4 separate regions of the Sus scrofa genome follow, and all the other regions are linked to region 1. Evidence: chromatin contacts called from public HiChIP or PLAC-seq data. All regions are on one chromosome and are shown on one strand. The core of a region is the stretch at or near the end of the contact, and the rest is flanking DNA. Distances in the headings are between cores, read along the strand shown.

Region 1 (3,739 bases), core at 710-3,209:
AGTTTTTCTGTGAAGGGGGCAAAGAATTGGGGTGGTAGCTCAATAAGGAGGTTGGGGAGATCCCGCTGTGGTGCAGCGGGATCGCTGTGACGTGGGAGCACTGGGATACAGGTTCAATCCCCGGCCCAGCAGAATGGGTTAAGGATGGTGTTTTTGCAGCTGCAGCTTAGGTTGCAGCTATGGCTCGGATCCTCACCACAACAGTAACCAGAGCCACAGCAGGGACAATACTGGATCCTTAACCCACAAGCCACTAGGGAACTCCTGTTTTGTGTTTTTTAAGATGGGCTGTATTATAACATGTTTGTGTGCTGATGGAAAGAATCTAATAGGAAGGGAGACATTGATGCTGTAGATTAAGACTGGATAGTTATAGGAGTCATGATCTTGAGTAGGAGGTAGAGGCTGAGGCTATAGATGGGAGCTAGACAGTTCTCCCCATGAAACAGGAGGGAAGGTGGTGCATGTGAGCAGAGGTGGGGACGGGATGATATCTTTGGAAATGAAAGCCTGTGGAAATCCCTTTCCAAGGATTCATTTTCTCAGTGAAACAAGACACAATATAATCAGCCAAGACTAAGGAGGGGCAGGAGGTTTTGAAGTTTTAAATGGAGAGAAGAGGTGTGAGTAATCACCCAAGGGAGTGACTTGAGCAGGATGAGGTAGGGTAGCTAGGTAGCACTAAGATCCACTTGAAGTTAGTAATTACGAGTTTAAAATGAGACCCAGTCAATATTTCCCTCTAGAACTTGATCTCTTCTAAGCACATTAGATATTTTAAATATTTGAGACAATGGAAAATGACTAAAATGAGTGAATACTGAATTTATGCTGCTTTGCTACCTAAGATTTTTTTTTTCAATTTACTACTGAAATGTTTTTAATTGGAATGTTTTATACCTGATTTTGTTAGAATTAAGGCCTTTGGATAAGAACATAGAATAGCTCACTCTGGTTCAACTTTTCTTTTTTTTTTTTTTTTTTTTTTCTTGATTTTTTGAGTAAGCTTTTTTTTTTTTTTTTATTTTATTTTTTATTTTCCCACTGTACAGCAAGGGGGTCAGGTTATCCTTACACGTATACATTGCAATTACAGTTTTTCCCCCACCCTTTCTTCTGTTGCAACATGAGTATCTAGACATAGTTCTCAATGCTGGTTCAACTTTTCTGATCAAAGTAACCAAAATGAACAAGAATCTTTAGTGCCTTTGTTTTGGTTGATGATGCTGCTGAATATGGGAAAAGGATGTAAAAATGACAACTAGTTTGAATCTCTTTCTAAATATATTATTTTCATAAAAAGGGAAATAAGAAGTAAATGGTAGGATGTAATAGTCATTCTCTAGAAATTTCTGAAATTCTGAACTATGCTTAATCATTCATTCAGCCATTTATTAATTTAATAAGCATTTTCTGAGCATCTCTTCTCTCATCAATCACAGGAAGAGCTACACTGAATATAGCATGATTCCTACCTGAATATACCTGAATTCCTACCTGCATTACAGACATTCAGACATTACACTACTTTTAGAGGAGGTGTACATAATTTATATTACAGTATAAAAAGATATACTCAAGCTAATATATTTAGAGAACATAGTTCCTATGTGGTACCACATAGACTTAGCACTGATAAAGAGAGAATGTTATAAAATCAGTAAAATAAAAAAATTCAAGCTCATGATTAAATTCAATATGTTATATACAAAATCTGTTTCACAGCAAACAGCGTGCTCATGGAGACTTTTTTGTCATGAGTACAGTTCTGTGCTTCCTAAAATCTTAATTAGAAATGACCAATTCTTAAAGAATTACTAGTTCTCAAGATTGTTACACTTCCCTTTTTCAAGACCAGTTGGGGCTTTTGAAGAGTTAACAGTTTCATAAATCTGGCCTATGATTCATTCTTCTGTTGAAGCCAGGCTTGGTGCCCACAGGCTGTAGGACACACAGATGAACAGCATGTGGCAGTGTTTAAATGCTATTCTGAAAGCTGATGTCACAGGCCTAAGACAATTTAGAACACTTCTCTGCAATGATTTCAAGTGCATCTTGGGATTATATTTTTCTTTTATATTTCTATGTGTCATGCTTTGTTTGCCAAACAGAATATAGAAAATGAATAGGCATTTTTCTGGCACAATTCTTAGTAGATAAATTGTCAGAATGAACTCTACTGCTTAAGAAAAACACAGTTTAGTCACTGAATGTGGCTGCATGTAGGTTGTTACTGTGGGAAATTTTGGTTTGGCCAAAGTGTTATTTTCTTTTAAAATTCTGATAGACCAAGGTTTTTTTTTTTTTTTTTTGTTTTCATAATACTCCCACTCCACACACACACCCCCAAAAGAGCAAGCTATCCTATTACCGAGGCTTTTCTCGTATGAATATAGTTGCACGAATCTAACAAAATTGTGAATTTATTTTGTTGTGACTTTAAATTAGAGATTTTATTTGAATAAAAGAGAATTAATCTTTTGATTCGTTTTTTACTTTCATAGAGAATTTTCTTTCAGTTAGATTTTTTTTCCATTTACAATGGAGTGAATTTTAAGCCATCCTCAAAATACAGATATGTTTGTGTGCGTTTCCTCCTCATTGTCTTTAACATTTTAAGGTAATTATGCTCTTAGTGATTAAAATCTTTATATAGTAATATAATAGGGGAAAACATCTATGAACATGCAGTAGTCATTATCAGACAGTTGATGTATAAATATCTTTCTAGTTTGTGACTGTTGACCTTACACATGAATGTTCTCACTACTCTTTTTTATTTACTGTCATCACAAAGACTTTGCTTTGAGAGAATGTGATTTCTTATTGCCTCCATTACCAATTGCTTTCCATTTGTTTAACATACACATACATCTAATGAGTACTCACCATATTCCAGGAATTGTCCCAGATTCTGAGATCATCTAGGTTAATGAGCCCTAGCCCCACTTCTTAAGGAGCTTATAGTGGGAAGATTTGTTGGTTGCATTTCTCTTTTAGTTGCTTCTGAAATATGTTGTTTTGTATGCAGTTGGGCTTAAGAGCAACTACTAGTCATTTCTTCTGCCCTTCTTCCTAATCCTGGCTCTGCTGCTTATTATCTGTGTGTCCTTGGGCACATTACTTAACCTCTCTGACTCCTTGATTTCTTCTCAGTACAGTTGAGGTGGTAAGTCCTACCGTATCAGGGCATTTGAGAGATTAAAATAAATAATGTATTAAAACACCTGATAAATTGCTGGCACATGATCAGTGGTCAATGAAAGAAGCTGCTGCTGCTGCTGTTTAGCTTGTATTTGTCACATGTCTGGCCCTTCTTGCTAAGGTTTAGTTCCTTTTCATTCCCTTGCTGTTATGCATTCTTCAAACACATTGGGAATTTAAAATAGAGTAAATAGCAAGAGCTTCAATTTATGAGCATCTTTTATGTGGTAGATATTTTACATGTCTTGTCAGTAATCCTCAAAACAACCCCAAAAGTATACTTACTATATAGGGCAAGACCAGGGAGATAAAAATTACTTTCTAAAGCTATGAAACTACCTACTAGAAGACCGAAAATACAGAGTCCAAAGCTTATCATCTTTTTACTGCCACACATTCTTTCCAAGATTCCTTCTAATTCTAAATTCTTTAAAAATTTTTTTGAAAAGGGATGTGCATTATGACCAGAAGCAGAAGAAGTGTTCATTCGAACACAATCTCAAACACTCAAAATCTGGATGCTCGATGATGTCAT
Region 2 (3,739 bases), core at 864-3,363, 670 kb after region 1:
AGAAAGAAAATCATGAATAAAAATACTTCCAGAGACCCTCACAAAGCAAATTACAAAAAGAAATGAAGTGTCTCATAGAACCCTGGTGGGCTACTATTCATCAGTCACCAGTTATTTAAATAGTTACCCTGGGATTTCCCCCAAATTAGAGTCCTGTGACTCACATATAGGGACCTTCAGAGGGACTTCTCCCAGGTCCTTGACAGACAAATCCATGTTCTCAGTGATGTGAGTCCAGTGACATAGTCATAGAGCTTGAGAGACTCCAACAGTAGTAATTCTACTTCTATTCCTCAGAGCAGTGGTCTTCCAACTAGAGAACTGAGACACTCAGATAGTTTTAAGGGGATCAACTCCAGATCTTTAACTTTTATCTATACTCCCTCCTAAATCTGATCTACCTGAGAACCAGTGGTTCCTAGTCCCAACCTTCCCTTTCACACTGGCCCTTTCTCCCACTTTAAAAGACAAAGGCACACCTCTATCTGAATGCTAAAATGGGGTACTGCTCTAAAGTGTATAAAGCTGCAAGGATCTAGAGAGACAGCCTGAAATAATGATATTGGTGTTAAGAAGCTAAATGATGCTATGGACTGAGTAACAAACCCTTTTGTAAGTTAGATTGTTTAACAGTACTTGTTTTCTTATTTTCTTATTTTTTGTCTTTTGTCTTTTTAGGGCTGCACCCATGCATATGGAGATTCACAGGCTAGGGGTTTAATCAGAGCTACAGCTGCTGGCCTGCACCACAGCCTCTCCAATGCCAGATCCGAGCCGCGTCTGAGATCTACACCACCACAGCAACGCTGGATCCTTAACCCACTGAGAGGGGCCAGGGATCAAACCCGAAACCACATGGTTCCTAGCCAGATTCGTTTCTGCTGCCCCATGACAGGAACTCCAACAGTACTTGTTTTCTAGTAAACTGAAGGAAGACTTATTCAAATTGTCCACTGATAAATTATTAAAAATAAGATCACTAAGTGATGTATGGCATATAAATTGGCAAGCTTTCCAATAAAAATGTGACATCACTGAAACAATTCCTTTCAGTTACATATTTATGTGAACAGTGTTCCTCAGTGTTCATAATATAAAAGCAAACACTTTGAATTAAACTGAATATGTGAACCTGACTCCTTCTGGAAACAAGTAAAATTCATTTGATATAAAAACTAATTTTTTAAGCTGCACTGATTTCTTTTCTGTGTTTAATAATTATAACACTTTAAAGTATTTAATTGATCAATTATGAATTAAAAACAATGATAAATGAGAACAATTTTAACAATTAGGAGTATTATGGTCAAAGGAATTTAATTTAAATTTATAATTTTAATTTAAATTTATGTATAAAAGTTGTTACAGAGAAATACGATAGAGTGATCATTAAAGATATTCACACTTAATGGATATTATATTCAGATAAAAATATGTGGCAAAAATGGAAAGAAAACTCAAGGGCAAAGAGACGAAAAAGTGATGTAAAATTTCTCACTGTAACAGAAGAGCTTGTTCATGTTGTTAATGTTTTGATGGATAATGGTGGATATATCAAATCACTATGGCATTTATATTCCATTGGCTACACTTAAGAATTCTATTTTTAAATGTTAATTTTTACATTACAGGAAATTGCTTCCTTTGTAGCTACTTAAACTCATGATGGAAAGTTTAATTCTAATTCTAAAATGTGTAAGGAAGAAAAGTTTTTCCAAATTGTCTGTGGGATAAGCCAACCAAAAAATTTAAAAACCCTGTATACTAGAAAAACTTTCATATATGTGCATAAGAAAACATGTAGGGATTTTCATGGCAATATTATTTGAAATAACAAAAAGTTAGGAAGAACCTAAATATCCATCAATATGTATAAATGAAATGTGACTTTTTGGATGATAGACTATTATACACCAGGTCAAAAGGTATAAATTAGATACATTTATCCATATGGAGCTATCTCAAGATTTATCAGACTCTAATTAAAAATGATCCTCAGAATTACAATGAGCTCGTCTTTCTCTCATTTCCTACGCTCACAACAGAGAAACCAAACCAGTCCAGGAAGCAGGAAGTCCATAGGCTATGTGACATCACCCAAACCTTGGCCCTGAAGCAGAGAACTTTGAATGGGTGTGTAACGTGATCATATCATAGTTATGATCATGACGACTCCACAGTTGTCTGAGGCATTTTAATGACTACCCCTTGCTGGGAGTGGAGGAGAAATTAAAAGGGCCAAAGAATCAATTAGAAGGAAAAGAATTTCTTCATTATCTTTTTGAAGTTTCTACTTGCCTGGAAAGAGGAAGTAAGGTATTTTTGTACTTACATAGGAAGTATGGATAGAGGAAATACTAGTGGTCTAACAAATATTCAAAGATGAGGTAAGCAAAAATGACTCTTGACAAGAAACTCATTCTACGATAATAAAATCAAAGGAGTTCATTTCTGCGGGAAAGCAAAATCCGTAAGACTTAGAAATGACGATTAAATTCCTTGTCTATATGTATGAATTTCATTCCTCTCAGTTTAGAGAAATCTACTTAAATATTTGAATATTTTGAAAATTACATCTTATTTTCTCACTAATCCAATATAAAATTAGTGATAACATAAAATGGGGACATAATAAGAGTAATAATGATGATAACCAGTACTTTATTATTACTAAACTTTGTTGATAACACTTAGAAATGTACAGGGTCATTAAAGGGTATATGTAAGGTCTTAAGAAGACCACTGGGACTGGGGGTTTGGGATGAAAATGTTCTAAAATTAGGTTGTGATGATGGCTGTAAAACAATAAATACAGTAAAATTCATTGAATTATTTTTAAAAAATCACTGGCTTGTTTATACTTTCTCTCCTAGGTCTCCACAAATATGTTTCTATGGACAGCCTGGCATAAGCACTGTGATACAAATAATAATGAATATTTATAGATTACATATTACCACTAATGGTCTACCAGCCTGATTTACGTAAATATATCTCATGTTTTTCCTACAATTTGACCCTATACGGCTTCCGTATCACAGGTACTGAAATTATTCCTCTCCTGAAATATCTGAGGCTTTATTATCATTTCTGCAATTTTCAACCCCCAGGAATTTTCCCCCTAAGTTTCCAGTACTCTGTAAGTACTCTCCTAGCAGACCCATCCCCATTAGTTCACCAGTCGTGACCACAGAGGACCAAACCTCCATAGCGAAGCAGCCTTTTCTTTTTTTTCTTTTTAGGGCCACACCCATGGCATATGGAGGTTTCCAGGCTAAAGGTCTAATTGGAGCTACAGCTGCCGGCCTGTGCCACAGCAACGTGGGATCTGAGCCACATCTGCAACCTATACCACAGCTCACTGCAACACCGGATCCTTAACCCTCTGAGCGAGGCCAGGGATCAATCCCGAAATCTCATGGTTCTTGGTTGGATTATTTCCACCGTGCCATGACGGGAACTCCATAGTGAAGCAGTCTTCATACAAGTACCTCTACCAAAGGAGAGAGAAAGAGGGAAAAGAAATGTTATCATTGATTCTAATCCTTAATCCTCATGATGTACATGTGAGAGGAAAATGCAGGGTTGTAGTTCTGGATATAAAATTAAATGGGTTAACTTTTAAATAACCATTGGTTAATATATCCAACACTTTTGCTGCATTTAATACTTTCTTGGTACTCCATTCTTCTCCCTGGAGCACAGCCTTAAGCATTTCTTGAGTCAGATACAAGTGGTG
Region 3 (3,739 bases), core at 909-3,408, 630 kb after region 1:
GCATTTATTATAGGCCAGGAACAATTTTTCTCACTTTAAAAATACATAATTCACCCTCAATCTCAAAGCGTTCTTCTACTATAAGGACTCCAAAAGAAAACCATTTTAGGATTATCATTTTTAACATCATAAGCTATCTATTATTCTCACATAAGAAAATAGCTCCATCTAAAAATGTAGCTTGTATTCGATTAACGAAATGTTTTAGGGTTTCATGTTTCCATTCATGAAAAATATTTTTTAAAAAGAAGAGACTAGAGACTCAAATCAAGCCTAAAGCAGTATAAGTCCTGAAAGTGAATAATCTTTACTTTTTACTCTGTCTTGTAGAGAATATAAAAAAATGGGAAATCACAGTTAAAAAAAATGAGGCAGCCATAGGGAACCCAAAGTAGTGGCAGCTACCACCAATCAGGAATTCCTATCTAAAAAAAATTATAAACACATCTTAGCCAAAAATATAAACTGAAATAATGCCATGTTTTTCTAAGCAATGCAGTAGAAATTTTTTATTTAAAAAATAATTATTACTACTAAAAACCTGTCTAACTGATTAATTCTTCAGTAAGAATGCTAGTAAGATTCTAGCCCTATAGAGAAATCATAGAAATGGGGGAAGAACACAATGGAATACTACTCAGCCATAAAAAAGAATGACATAATGCCATTTGCAGCAACATGGATGGAACTAGAGAATCTCATACTGAGTGAAATGAGCCAGAAAGACAAAGACAAATACCATATGATATCACTTATAACTGGAATCTAATATCCAGCACAAATGAACATCTCCTCAGAAAAGAAAATCATGGACTTGGAGAAAAGACTTGTGGCGGCCTGATGGGAGGGGGAGGGAGTGGGAGGGATGGGGAGCTTGGGCTTATCAGACACAACTTAGAATAGATTTACAAGGAGATCCTGCTGAATAGCATTGAGAACTTTGTCTAGATACTCATGTTGCAACAGAACAAAGGGTGGGGAAAAAAAATGTAATTGTAACGTATACATGTAAGGATAACTTGATCCCCTTGCTGTACAGTGGGGAAAAAAAAAAAAGAAATGGGGGAAGGAATAAATTAGGAATTTGGGATTGACAGATACATACTACTATATATAAAATAGATAAACCACAAAGACCTACTGTATAGCACAGAGAATCACATTCAATACCTTGGATGACCTCTAATGGAAAAAATCCAAATCACTTTGTTATGCACCTGAAATACTGTAAATAAATACTCTTCAATTAAAAAAAAATACAAAGCCCCTTGAAATGCAGTCATTTTAACAGAACTATACTCAAATTTACTCTTGTATTATGAATACTAATTAAGTAAGGTTGCAAAGGGCTTGGTTAATTTAAGAAAACTATTTGTCAGTAACTATACATAAATGAGGGTGTTACGTACTCATTAAAGTGAATTCAGATACACCCCCCCCCGCTTTATTCACTTCATTACCCAAACACATAATGAACATTGTGCAAGGGGCACTGAGAACATAAGGCTAAGTAAACAAAGACTACTGCACTTGAGAGGTTCCTATTCTATTAGGGAAGACAGACATACAGATCTACAACTGTGCCAAAGGCCCCATTATACATAAGATCAAGATACTTTAAAAGCTAGAAAAAGGGATTAATTCTGTACAAGAAGAGATAAAGCTTTATAAAATAGGTAATACATTAGATAATCCTTAAAAAATAAGTCAGACATTAGTAAACAGAAGAAGAAACAAGGGCAATTACAACATTCCAAACAGAGGGTTAGAGAAGAAATAAAGGAACACATAAAATATTCAGAAAAAGCGAGTAGTCCAGCACAGCTCACACACGAAACTTTATGGAGAAGGTGGAGGGACTGATAGAGTAGCTCTAGTTTTAATGATGCTGTGGCAGGGAGCTTGGTCAACATGGGAGTTCCTATGGCCCTGCAATCTCTTATAGAGTAACAATCCAGTCCTTCCTATAAAGAAAAGCTAGGACTTCAGTCTTCTTAAGGTTTCAGGTTGCTCAGACTCTCATCTTTCTTATTCATACAGTTTTTCCCAAGACTTTGGCATCCCTCATAAGATTGAAAAACAGAAAGAACATGTCCCAGACAGTATGCCAAATGCATTCTCATTTAATCTTAACAATCCTATGAAGTAACATTACCACTTCATAGATGATGAAATTGAGGGTCAAAAAGATTGGGTAATTTGCCAAAGGTCCTAAAGCCAGTTAAGTAGTTTGTTATGATTCAAACTCATGTACCTAACTCCAAAGCCCAAGCTTTTTACACCATTCAGTCTCACAAAAGATTAAGTTTTTCCATGTTTCAAATCAATAAAATATAAAATTTTCAAAGGAAGCAGTTTCAAATGAAAGTAATTTGAAATAACGTTAAAATTAAAAAACTTCTGAAACACAATATAAAAATCTACTGGTATTTCCAAAACTAACGTCAGCAGCTATTGAGTGCTCAAACTTGAGGCAAATATTTCTTATGCCAAGAATTATATCAATAAACAAAATCTTTTTAATATATGGCTTTTTGCTTCCCTATGCTAAAACGTTTCTTACAAAAAAATTTTAGATATTTTGCTCTGAATAATAAAATACTATCATAATACTATTAAAACACTATCATATAATAGCACTGTCATAAGGATTAAATGATGTAATATATGAACAATGCCTAAAACAGTGATGTTTGTCTCTCAGTTGAACAAATGGTACAACTCTGGATTAGAAGAGCCCACCAGAACTATTTGGTTGTTCTTCAATGACACTGACTTACTGAATAATCTAACCCTTCTAAAGAGCATCTAAGCTTAACTGAAATTTTAAACTCTTTAAAAACTGTACTATATCAATTTGCCTTTTTATTTAAGAACATATGTAAAACGTAACTCCAGAAAGAAAAAAAGCCTTTTTTCCCCACATCATTGGCTACTACACATGCAACAGAGAGGTGAGAAATGCATATATGGTACTTTCTATTTTGCCCAAGTTGGAATGCCATCATAGCTATAGGAGATGAGACACAATAGACAGTCTTTCCCCACTCCCCTACCTTCAAGCAAATGTGCTAAATTTGTTTTGTTTAAACTGAAGTATAATTTACCTACAATTAAATACACAGATCTTAAGTTATTGGTTTATGAGTTCTGATAGTTATATATATCATGTTTGATTCAAGTGCTACAACAATCCCTTCTCACAACACTGAATACTGTTCCAAAGGAAAAAACTAATAAACATTAGTTATGTTTTAAAGTCTGTCTACAGAAGTTGATTTAACCCACAGTATAACTGACCTATTATAAAATAATGTGGCTTCATAAGAGCTAAATAATTTTATTGGATATTCTACGCAGCCAATCATAACTTAAAACACTAAAAATATTTTCCTAATTGCCTATAATTAACAAATTATCTTTTAGAAAACACCTTGTGAGTTGTGATCTCATGAGTCTACTGTATTTCAGAATTTTTAATTAATGCAGTTTATGCTATAAATTTACCTTGAATTTTCAAATAGAGGGTAACAACCAAAAATAGCTCCCTAACATATTTTGTTTTACTACTTTCCATTATGTTGCATTTTTTTCAAAATGACAAGGGATAAAAACAGTGCTCCCTAAGCCTTATTTTACAATAATATGTTCCTGACATATAGACTGAATCTTATTTTAAGTATAATAATTACTAACAGTAGAGCAGTTCTGAGAAGTTTCTCTGTAGTACTAGGTACAA
Region 4 (3,739 bases), core at 385-2,884, 570 kb before region 1:
CAGCAGCAACATGCCTTCTGAGTGGCTGGCCTAAGTAAGAGTTATATGGGGCAGTCTTCAAAATTGGGATTCTAAAGTGGATGAAGGCAATGGATCCTCTCTCTGGTAAGAAAAAAAGAGAGAGAGGGAGGGGGTTGGGAAGGAGAGAGGAGGGGAGGAAGGGAGGGAGGAAGAAAGGAAGGGAGGAAGGAAGGGAGGGAGGGAGGGCACCTGGGCACACAAATATTTTATATTCAGCTGCCGAGAGCTTATGGACCCAGTAAAGAATCCCCTGATATAGATAATCATTTGCCTGTCTGGTCAGACCTCTACTAATTAGGCAGCTTGAAATGTGTATTTAGAAAACTCTTGGCAACGTATGGAGTAGATATATGTTTCTAAATGTTAACAAACTTATCTATCGAGTGTTGAGCTACCCCTCATTTGCACTAACTCCACAAGAGAATTGAAGTTCAGAATCTGTTGCTTAGGGAAGTGGTTATGTTTTTCATCTGCTCAGCCTGATTTCAGAAAGTCATGGGGTGGTAGCACTAGAAGCATCTGAGTCCTGCCAGGGCCAGGGATTTAGAGAGTTTGCTTTTTTCTTTTCTTTCTTTTTTTTTTTTTTCTTTTTAGGGCTGCACCTACAGCATATGGAAATTCCTAGGCTTGGGGCCGAATCAGAGCTGCAGCTGCTGGCTTACACCACACCCACAGCAACTCGGGATCTGAGCCACTTCTTTGACCTGTTCCACAGTTCATGGCAACACTGGGTCTTCAACCCACTGAGCGAGGCCAGGGATCGAACCCACATCCTCATGGATGCTTATCTGGTTTGTTACCACAATGGGAACTCCTGGAGAGCTTGCATTTTTAGCATAACTCCCCAGTGTATTCCAAGGTAAAATCCCTGGGTTTGGGAACCCATGTTCTAGAACAACACTCTCATTTTACTGGACCAGACAGTGAGACTCAAAGAGGGAAAGGGATTTACTTGAGGTCAAAGGATAGTGGCCCAGTCAGTCTGCCATCAGATTCACTGTTCTTTGCACTGGAGTATTCGATCTTACGTAATAAGTATTGAGCAAGCTATTAATTCTGTGATAGTAAGAATATTTATTTATTTGTCTAAAATAGGGAAATAAATAAAGGCCTTGCCTAAAATACATAAAGTACCAATGATCACTTACTTCTTGCCAAACCGGGAAATAAACTGTAAAATAAAGCAATTAGCAAATGAAGCACCGGTATTGGAATACTTATGTCTGAAGAGCATTGTGTGTTTGATGGTCCAATAAGTAAAGTGCATTTTAGGCTGTTAAGTAATTGCCTTCTTGCAGAAACAGGCTATTTGAACTTTGCCTTAGGAAAGAATCATCAGGGGTTGCCCAATGAACTTTTTGTGAGTCATATTTGAAAATCTACCACGTGGCTTGTGAGCTAGGTCTTTGGGGGAAAAGTCACTGGCCTGTGGTTTTAAAAAAACATTTTTTTTTTGATTGTATATTTTAGGATTCTGACCAATTTCTGGTTTTTCTCCTCTTCCCTTTTATGTGGTTCCTAGGGAAACCATTTCCTAAATGCAGAGGCCTTGATCAGCTTGGATATAATTCCTCGCCTCCCGAAGGCCCTGGACAGATGGGCTATTAAGCAGTGCCGGGCTTGCTTGGACCTTGATGGCACTCTGGGTAGGGAGCTGTGTTCAGACCCTCTGCCTAATGAGTACCACAAGGCAGTGTCCGCTTCACAGCACAATTTGTCTCCTAACTGCAGGTGAGGGCTGGAGCAAAGCGTCAGAGTGGAAAGGAAGAGAGCACTCTGCTCAGCACCCCTCCTTCCTCCAGGGCTCCTTCTCCTCCTGCTTGAGGGCTCTTCCCTGGTCTCTGTCCTCAGCCTCAAGGTTGCTTCAGGGAGGATTTCCCCAGCTGCCCACACTCAGACAGGCTCCTGGGTGCATATTCTCATAGCTCTCTATGCATTTACTTCATAGCAGTTAAGACAGTAAATAATAAGTTATTATGCTGGTGGTGAGGTCTGTAACCTTGGTTTTCCGCAGTGGGCCTTGAGCTTTCTTCCTGCCCAAGGCTTCAGTCTACCCGCTCCTATAGTCCCGGGACCTCCTGGGGATTGGGTTGGCCAAAGCTCTGCATGTTCCTTGTTCAAGAGCACTTTGAGGCTGGACACCCAGTGGTTAAATGGGAGCACGCTCACAGCATTGGCCTTGGGTTTAAGTCCTGGCTCTGCTACTTTAACTAGCTGCATGACCTCGACAGTGTACTTGAGCTCACTAAGTTTTAATTTCTTCATCTACTAAATGAGAAGAATAATACTTGCCACTTCATAGGTGGTTGTAAAAGTTAGATGAAATAAGGCTTGTAAAGTGTGGAAAGTGCTTGATTTTGATAACCTCAAGTGTACCAGCTTCCATTGCTTAAGTTTCTGGGGATAAATACTTAGGAGATAAGCCTCTCCTTATTTCTTCTTCATGTGCATGTAAGGTGGCTGAGGCTTCCCACTAATGTGACTTGTTTATGGTGTTTGGGGCTGGTTTTTGAGACCAATTCTTCAAACTAGACATAGACTACAAAAATTCACTCAATCGCCCCCTGCTTTGGATAAATGAAAGTCTATACTCAATAATTCTTGAGTAGGGGGCCCTAGAACTGCCTCCAGGGGTCTGTTGGATGCAGACCCAGGATCTCCACATTCGATGGGCCCGCCCAGCACTGCAGAGGACTGGACACACTCACCTTTCGATGGATCCACCTTGAACATGGCTATAGATGGGCTCTATCGCAAGAGGCAAGGGAACGTCTCAAAAATGATTTCCAGGCTCTGTCCCTGGAGTTCCCGGCTCCTTAAATCAGGACTAGGGCCAGAATTTTTTTTTTTTTTTTTTTTGTCTTTTTGCTATTTCTTTGGGCCGCTTCCGCGGCATATGGAGGTTCCCAGGCTAGGGGTCTAATCGGAGCCACCGGCCTACACCAGAGCCACAGCAACTCAGGATCTGAGCCACGTCTGCAACCTACACCACAGCTCACGGCAACGCCAGATCGTTAACCCACTGAGCAAGTGCAGGGACCGAACCCGCAACCTCATGGTTCCTAGTTGGATTTGTTAACCACTGCACCACGACGGGAACTCCTTTTTTTTTTTTTTTTTTTTTTTTTTTTTTTTTGGTCTTTATAGGGCCACACCTGCGGTATATGGAAGTTCTCAGGCTAGGGGTAGAATCGGAGCTACATCTGCCGGTCTATACTGCAGCCACAGCAACACTAGATCCAAGCCATGTCTGCGACCTATACCACAGCTCATGGCAACGCTGTATCCCCCACCCATTGAGAGAGGCCAGGGATAGAACCTGCAACCTCATGGATTCTAGTCTAATTTGTTATTGCTGAGCCACAACGGGAACTCCTGAGAAATGTGTAATTTTTTTAAGTGACCCTAGATGATTATGATATAGAGCCACTTTTGGGAAATAGTGCTTGGCTTGCTTTGAAGTGACTGGGTACAAACAGGGTATTTCTCAGCACTCTTCCTCTCCCCTGCCTCTTTATTTTTGAATGAAGTTTTCTTTAGAGTTGTGATTGCAAGCAAGGACTTTGGAATGAGGCTGACTTGGGTTCTAGTTCTGGCTCACTGCTAGGTGAGTGTTCTAGGGCAGGTCACTTAACCTCTCTTCAGACACCAGTCACCTCATCTTTAACATGGGGGTGGATCTTAATAGCTCTCTGGCAACAGTGTAGTCCATGTAAAA

Evidence for each region. HiChIP or PLAC-seq counts read pairs in DNA pulled down with a chosen protein or histone mark.
Region 2: an H3K27ac HiChIP or PLAC-seq map of alveolar macrophages shows a contact between it and region 1. The contact joins two enhancer-like sites. A contact is called at or near these places in 15 of 47 Hi-C or Micro-C datasets (alveolar macrophages, epiblast stem cells, fetal skeletal muscle and 8 more) and 2 of 2 datasets of contacts at active chromatin or transcription factors (alveolar macrophages and skeletal muscle).
Region 3: a contact with region 1 is called in an H3K27ac HiChIP or PLAC-seq map of alveolar macrophages. The contact joins two enhancer-like sites. A contact is called at or near these places in 1 of 47 Hi-C or Micro-C datasets (embryonic fibroblasts) and 1 of 2 datasets of contacts at active chromatin or transcription factors (alveolar macrophages).
Region 4: a contact with region 1 is called in an H3K27ac HiChIP or PLAC-seq map of alveolar macrophages. The contact joins two enhancer-like sites. A contact is called at or near these places in 2 of 47 Hi-C or Micro-C datasets (embryonic fibroblasts and subcutaneous adipose tissue) and 1 of 2 datasets of contacts at active chromatin or transcription factors (alveolar macrophages).

The regions. Positions count from the first base shown.
Region 1 is chr14:100,577,396-100,581,134 of Sscrofa11.1, reverse strand. The region is part of intron 4 of RNLS (renalase); the gene reads left to right. Among named protein-coding and RNA genes, the nearest start is that of RNLS, 26 kb to the left of the region's middle. Within about 2 kb of position 1,959, at least 5 of the 83 cell types and tissues checked have an H3K27ac peak or open chromatin away from gene starts, as enhancers often do. A contact at or near this core is called in alveolar macrophages, where this site is marked.
Region 2 is chr14:99,907,290-99,911,028 of Sscrofa11.1, reverse strand. LOC102162281 (a long non-coding RNA gene) reads right to left here. Exons shown (of 4, transcript XR_002338607.1): 4 at 3,370-3,493. Among named protein-coding and RNA genes, the nearest start is that of KLLN, 20 kb to the left of the region's middle. Within about 2 kb of position 2,113, at least 4 of the 83 cell types and tissues checked have an H3K27ac peak or open chromatin away from gene starts, as enhancers often do. A contact at or near this core is called in alveolar macrophages, where this site is marked.
Region 3 is chr14:99,948,095-99,951,833 of Sscrofa11.1, reverse strand. The region is part of intron 1 of PTEN (phosphatase and tensin homolog); the gene reads right to left. Among named protein-coding and RNA genes, the nearest start is that of PTEN, 20 kb to the right of the region's middle. Within about 2 kb of position 2,158, at least 2 of the 83 cell types and tissues checked have an H3K27ac peak or open chromatin away from gene starts, as enhancers often do. A contact at or near this core is called in alveolar macrophages, where this site is marked.
Region 4 is chr14:101,150,481-101,154,219 of Sscrofa11.1, reverse strand. All of the region lies in intron 2 of LIPA (lipase A, lysosomal acid type), which reads left to right. Among named protein-coding and RNA genes, the nearest start is that of LIPA, 9.8 kb to the left of the region's middle. Within about 2 kb of position 1,634, at least 16 of the 83 cell types and tissues checked have an H3K27ac peak or open chromatin away from gene starts, as enhancers often do. A contact at or near this core is called in alveolar macrophages, where this site is marked.